2 separate regions of the Gasterosteus aculeatus genome follow, and region 1 is linked to region 2. The links are chromatin contacts, called in public Hi-C maps. All regions are on one chromosome and are shown on one strand. Each heading gives the region's core, a stretch centred on a gene start, on an enhancer-like site or on the middle of the called end of the contact. The rest is flanking DNA. Distances are from core to core; before and after follow the strand shown. Region 1 holds the start of stom (stomatin). Region 2 overlaps tsc1b (TSC complex subunit 1b).

Region 1 (3,410 bases), core at 484-2,983, 110 kb after region 2:
TGAAGCAAATCCCAAATACACACTGCAAAGCTGGCAAAATAAGATTTACCATATGCCATCATTTTTTAATAACCCCTGCATGTGCTGCCAGGATATATAAACCTTGTAGTGAATGTGACTTCAGCCTATTGATAAAAGAGAGATCTTTATTTTAATCCACTATTCCGTTTTTTCATAATCAGGCCCAGTCTGATGATCAATTGTAATTTAGAGAAACAGCAGTTCATTTAATTGAACAGCAATGTCAGCTGTGATTAGAAAAGACTAAAAAGTGAATTAAACAACCACATCACTGTGACGTGCGGTGACAATTTGTGTCGGTGAGGCAACGACTCTTCTGCTCCTTCTGCAAGACTAAAGAATGTCTCCACATATTTAAAATACATGACCAACAGACAGAGGACATATGATAAAAGTGTCTAGGCGCATAACAGGGGTGACAAGCAATAGGAAAGCAAAAGGCACACGCTCAACCCAGCTGAGGCACAGCTCGATGCCGCCTCACCCCACCTGTCTCCTCTCTCTTTGAACAAGACATGCGCACATTAAACGTTTTTGAATCTAAAAGTGCTTGAAGTCATACAGAAATTATACTTATAGCAGAAGAGAAATATTCATATCTATCCCGTCATTATTTGTTTTTTAGCTTTCATGATGGCCTCACCTGCCCGCATGTCCCCTGACATCCTTTGGGGATTAACTGAATAAACCAGATAAATCCCCCTGCAGGATTATGTTACAGAAGGCCTGCTGAGTGCTTGAGGGCAGTATGTGCCCAGCACGCAGACCTGTAGGCAGCTTGAGCAACCCCCCCCCCCCCAGGCAGCCACATTGGCACCACACCTGCTACTGACCTCATTTTCAACTTGCAACTTTTTCAACTCAAATTTTGAGTTTTGGATTAATAATGACAGCAAGTACCTCACACAAATGTCATGTCCATTGTCACTCCCAGGACCAGAGTGCTCATTGAGTTGCTGTTACGGTTATTTGTTTTATATCAAAGTTTTTTCTTGTGTTGTCCTCCAACATACAATATGTACAGTACATTACAAAACACGTTTGTTTAACAACCTTTTTATCTTCCCTATTTGTTATGTAGCCCATATAGATTTTATTCAAGTTATGTGAAAAACCGCACAGCCCCCTTTATTCTTTATCTGGTGACATTTGATTTTTTTTCCCCTCAACTTGCTTAATAAATTTATAGAAAATATGTGGACTGTGTAGAAAAGGTTGCAGGCACCATATGCCCATGTACGCAAGGGCACAAGGGCGACACAATTATTCTGGTATTACTGGAGGGACAATAAACCTCTTGCATGCTGAATTCTACCTCTGAAAGTTAGTTTGGAAAGGTTTTGAACGGGAGCTGCTTTCAGCTGTTTACTTGTTCTGCAAAATGGCCTATAAATAGTCCTCTCAGTTCAGCCAGTTTATGGTGCTGGCCACTTTAGATCCTAGGTGCCACAGAGAAAACGGTCCAACTGCACGCCGACGTTGGGATTTGGGAACTCTTCTTTTGTGAATGGACCTCTGGGGCCTCGACCTCAATCAGGCACATATCGGCTGCAATGTATTTGGTTGGTGATTGGTGATGTTTGGGGAATGTAGCCTCTACACTCTCGAGACGAAAAGTAAAAATACAAATGCAAGACCTTTACACGACTTCTTCCCCAAAGACAGACCACTAAGATTAATTTCGTGTGTGAATTTGGTCTTCTATTTTGAAGGCGGAAACGCTCCCTGGAAAACATGCCTCCGCTTTACGCGTCACAGCCCCTACAAGTCACGTGAAGGGGTAGAAGCCGAGCAGCGAGGGCATCGACCTGCTCAGCAGCAGACCGCAGGCACGGGTCCACTGCGGCACACACGGGGCAGCTCGCCTCCACCACTGCACATCCGAACCGCTGTATGTTATGGATACCGACAACGAAGAGGTAGCCATGAAAGAATCCAGGAGACGAGAACGCCAAACAGGTGACGCTCGCATACTTCCTAAATGAGGGGGACTTGGAAATAGAAGAAAATAGCAAACACAGGGTCAGCCGTTGACGTCCGCGCGCCGTAGCTAGGGCTGCCTGACGTTAGCATGTTGAGCTAACAGGCTAAAGTTAGCGGTTGTAAACGTACCGTTCCCCAGCTAGCATGCTGGGGTTGAAAAGACGTTTAATTCTTTCATTTCAACCGAATTTCAACGTTGAATTTACGTCTAGTGGTCACTTGGTAGTGAGTTACAGTAAAGTGAAAGATAACTTGGATATATCGACAGCTTGCGTTGCATCCTTCAATTAAGGTCATGTTGGTTGATGGTGTTGTGAGAATGTTAGTGCACCTATATGGTGACATTTACGGTTTTAAACATGTAACCTGAACAAAAGCTATTAATCAATCAATAATTCTCCAAAGCCCTATATTTGTTTGTTCAAAAGGATAATTTCTCAATATTTGCTTTCGAAAGCGTCTTTCTCAATTATTTCAAACAATCCAAAAGCATTCTAGTTTTCAGATGTCCTAAACATGTACATCAATCGTTGCTGTATAATAGTGTGCACAGAGATCCTCAGCACATGTATTAGTCATTTATTGAGAAAACTATTTCTATTGCAGAAATATTTACATTATGTTTTTTAACATACACATTTTTTACTTTTACTTTGGAGGATTCTCTAAATTTGTACAGTAAAAATATTAAATTTTCTGTACAAGAGTTGTCAGAGAGGTCCTGAACACATACTTCAATCATTGTCTGGAATTATTGATTAAATAGCGTTTATTCAGGTTACCTGTTTAATACCGTAAAAGTCAGCACATAGGTGCACTAAAATTCAAGTGTATACCAAGTTGACCACATAAATCCTGCTGTTGTGACAGCTGGGTTGGACCCTCAGACACGTGGTTAGTGGGAAATGACCGCTGACGCCTGACCAGTTAATGTCATTGGCAGGAATTACTCTGACTTCCAGGCTGGGTTGTGCTTGCGAAGCCACATGGTGATCAGTATTGATTAAGTTGGTGATGTAATGTTGGGGATGATGATGAGCAGCAGCCCACCGACCCAGTCCAATCAATGACTGTTTTTTTCATTATTTAAAGCATGTATCCATTATTCAACGTTACTGTTAGTCGTTCTATGGCATCCTGACTTATAACTCTGTCTGTAGGTCCAATGAATTTACATGATCTTGAAGGTAGGGATCTCATCCATTGACTGGCTGCATGTTGTCCATAGCTGATTGTGAATGAGTGAAATGCTGCAGGCAGGAAGGATGATGTGCTTCTTGTGCTAAATCTAATAAGTGCTATAAAGTAGTGTGTGTGTGGGTGGGTTACTAACCATACTCATTTGCAAAAAGCTGGTGTTCACAGATGGATGAATGGGAGAAAATTCCGAGGTCACACCTGAGTGA
Region 2 (3,789 bases), core at 1,178-3,677:
GGTCAAATCAGACGAGATTTGGGCCTTCAAACATTTGTTCTCTCTCAGAGAGGTTTAGAAAGTCCCGTAAAATTTACTTAACTTGTGTGCGTGTGCAGAAGGACCAGCTGAACCTGCAGAGCGTGGACATTGTCTCTCTGAGGGAGAGTCTGCAGGTGGAGCAGCAGCGGTACAGGCAGTTGTGGGATGACCGGGAGACAGTGGTGACCAGGCTGCACAGTCAGATCAGACAACTGCAGCAGGGCCGGGACGACTACTACACCAAGAACCAGGAGCTCCAGGTACGCGCGCACACAGAGGTTTGAATAGCAGAACACCTATATTTGTCCACTGTGTAATTTATAATGCAACTCTCTCTAATCTGTTTGGGGTCTCCCAGAGCAAGTTGCAGGAGTGTCAGAAGAGGATAGACGAACTGGAGGCGGAGCTTCAGAAGGCCAACAACAAAGTCTGCCACACAGGTCACCTCCTCAGCCAGATGACGATCAAGGTAAAGGAAGAGCTGATTAATAGTTAACTAGTTCCAGACACGATTTTGTGTATATATATAAATTAATTATACTGAAGGTATAAGTAACCAAAACCCTGCTTTCAACAATCCTGTCCCTTTAAATCAGCAAGACTCTTTGGTCCCTTCTGTCTCATCCAGTGTAAAATGTATATCCACAAAGAACCCTGTGTGCTTCCTTCTGCCTTCCTGAAAACCGTTGGTGTCACGCGGGACCTACAGCAGCGCCTAGTCCGTAGACTGTCCAAGGACTCTGTTGCCTTAGCGATGCTGCCTCTCCCTCTCTATTTTTAGTACAGCAGCGCCGTGGGGGGCTCCGGTTTTGTTCTTGCCTCCTGGGGTTTGTCTGAAGTCTGACCCAGACTGAACCCGTAATCCTGACAAACTGAGCAGGTGATTCAGGGAACAGGCTGCTGGATCAATAAATGCACTCAGACCGTACGGGGGGATTCATATCCTTACATCATTTCCATGTCAGTAAAGTGATGAAGAAGCCCCTGAGAGCCCTGTAATGTTTAGACGGATCCTTAGGTGCAGCTCGTGGAAGATTCGCCGGGTTTCCTGTGAGAGATCACATCCGAATGGCCTCTCGCTCGCTGTCGATGCGTTCCCACATATTCCTGGACAGGTGTGGTTTGTTGCCTAATTGCTGATTTGCCCTCCGGCGTCATTGTTTGTCTCGTGTGTCCTTCAGCTGAGCAACAGTGAGAGCACCCAGCAGCAGATGAGCTTCCTAAACAAGCAGCTGCTGCTCCTCGGGGAGTCTCATAAGCTGTCCATGCAGGGGCTACCGCACGCAGCCACCGACACTACCAAGGTACGCTGGGAGCAAGTGTGCGCCTGTCTGTCTGTGTGTGCCGGCCTGTCGGAGACCTTCTGAGGGGGAAAAGGGAATCCGATTGGGTGCCAAGTTCAATCGTAAAATACATCCTGCTCATAAATTCCCTCCCCGAAAGTGTTTTATCCTCAACAAAGCCTGTCAAGTTGAGCTCTGTTCAAACTTTTTCTAACCTTTTTACAATCTACAGTTAACACACAGATGAAAGGTCAATAATCCAAAGATTATGTTTAGTAGAAAATAAATATTAAATTATATCTTCCATCACTCATCCAGTTTTGGGATCTGGAGAGCATCTTAGGTAATGAACTACTAACATTAGAGTAGCAGAACTATATATGTCAAGATAGATGTCTATATGTCAAGCTGTCTTGTCTATGTTTGAGACAGCTTGGTCCAATCCTTTTTTAAATTTATTTTTTAGTTATATAGATCAGACTCCTGCCACGCTGCACAACTTTCATATTTTTTACACATTTTTACAATTTGCACATCGTAAACTACAGTCCCCTTGTGCTCTCCTATAATTCTCAATTGACACCCAATTTTCATATCCACGGCCTAACTGATGAATGACCAGCCTGTGTTACTTTGTTTGTATACTCAAAGTCAAATCTAATCCATAGGTCGTAATGGCAGAAATGAGCATTTATTCCATTGAAAAATAGGGATACAATCTGAAGGCTCCTCACAGAGCCACCATGAAAAGAACAAGCTGCGTGTTCTTTGCCCTCCCATTCATTTCTTGTTGCTCTTTGTGCCTGTGTGGACGACGACCCCACCACGCAGGAGGCCCTGATGCTGAAGGCGTCTTACGGGAAAGAAGTGGAGACGCTGAGGCAGAGTCTGCTGTTTCAGGGTCAGAAGCTGGAGGCAGCGCAGCAGAGAGTCTGCGAGCTGGAGACGCACCAGACCAAGAAGGAGCACCTCATCGCCGAGCAGAAGAAGTTCCTCGAGGACGTGAAGTGTCAAGCTAAGTGAGTGCCGACCTCGTGACCCGTCAAGGCCACTTCGTCGTCTTCTCTCGCTCCAGCACTTCATCTTGTCTTTGCAGGGCGGAGCTGCAGTCCTCAGACGGCAGGTATCAAGCTCAGAGGAGAATCACTCAGCTGCTGCAGACTGAACTGCTGCAGCTCTACAGCAGAGTGGAGACTGAGGCTCCGGCTGGCACCGCCAGCGGTTCGCCACCAGGGGGCAGAGCTGACTCATACCCCTGTGCTGAAACCAGGTCAGTTTCTGCCACGTTCATTTTCATTTGGCAACTGTGAAATTTACATTACACACAAATGGTAGCCTGTTTAACGTGAAAGCGTTATTCCTTGCTTATTTTAAATTTTGATGACCCTGCAGATGTACCTCTATATATCTAGATACTGCATTTTTTATCACAAGGAACAGTGCAACTCATTCCAGGCTCGGTTGTCTAAGTGAAACCCAAAAGCTTTGTCAGTTAATTAGTGAATGAATGTAATTTCTCTCAATAGCCGTAAATACTTTTCATCATCTAGTCTATCGATAGATTTTTCTGTTCTAAACCGTTTTCCTTGTCCTCCACAGTGTCGTGGCACCCGACGGCCAGCATCACAGCAACGAAGAAGTGGACAGCAGATCATTGCGCAATTCCCCTCGGGGCAGCAGCACCAGCACTTTATCGCCGCAGCAACCAAAGGCGAGCAACTCTTCCAGGACCACAGGCACCTCCCTCAACGGCAGCCAGGACTTGGTCCCGCCCCTGCTGGTGGAACCCTCCCTGCTGTGTCCGTACGCCAACCCGCTCGTGCCCCTGCCCCCCTCGGATGCGCCGCTCACCGTGGGCTCCTACCCCAGCACCAAGAGCTTCCTGGGCATGAGGGCCCGCCAGCTGTTCCGCAACAAGAGCGAGAGCCAGTGTGATGACGAGGAGGAGGAGGAGCAGAAGCAGCAGCAGCTCCCCCCAGCTCTCCTGGCTGGCCTCGCCCACGGCCTCAAGACGGGGTTGTGCGTTGAGCCCCCTACTCCAGGTTACGTCGGCCCGGCAACCCCTCCCGTCCCGGTCCCTGCCGCTCCTCTCACAGTGCCCACCAAGGAGCCCCCCGCCGAGACGGATCAGCGGGCCCCTAGCCAGGAAAGCCCCCGCCGGAAGGCTGGGTCAGGGGGTGGGCGGGGCCAGACGGGTTCAGGGGGACCCCGTCAGCGGCTTAAAATTATGGACTACAACGAAACACATCAGGAGCACAGTTAGACATCGGACTGAGGTGCAGAGACAAGTTTAACGACCGAGAAGAGCTACAAATCCACAAAAAGAGTAACATGACAGCAGCTCTTTGGATTTCAGTGTTATTTGTTCCATTCGTCTGAGTGGACAACAGGATTTCCCACAATATTTTTCTACTTTTTCTTTTTTTCATTCTGAGTCATTCCCCTATTTGAATTTTGAGAATTTTGGAAGGTGACAGGGACACAA

Evidence for each region. Hi-C and Micro-C count contacts between places; a contact is called where the count stands out from the background.
Region 1: a Hi-C map of skeletal muscle shows a contact between it and region 2, with 5 times the contacts expected there. The contact joins the promoter of stom here to the enhancer-like site in region 2. A contact is called at or near these places in 2 of 6 Hi-C or Micro-C datasets (both in skeletal muscle).

Annotation. Positions count from the first base shown.
Region 1 is chr14:12,879,219-12,882,628 of fGasAcu3.hap1.1, forward strand. It overlaps stom (stomatin), which reads left to right and starts at 1,734. Exons shown (of 7, transcript XM_040197562.2): 1 at 1,734-1,980. The coding sequence starts at 1,920.
Region 2 is chr14:12,768,039-12,771,827 of fGasAcu3.hap1.1, forward strand. It overlaps tsc1b (TSC complex subunit 1b), which reads left to right. Exons shown (of 22, transcript XM_040197747.2): 17 at 99-281; 18 at 380-490; 19 at 1,203-1,325; 20 at 2,136-2,323; 21 at 2,401-2,574; 22 at 2,904-3,789. The coding sequence ends at 3,567. Among protein-coding and RNA genes, the nearest start is that of LOC120831966, 3.9 kb to the right of the region's middle. Within about 2 kb of position 2,428, at least 1 of the 9 cell types and tissues checked has open chromatin away from gene starts, as enhancers often do.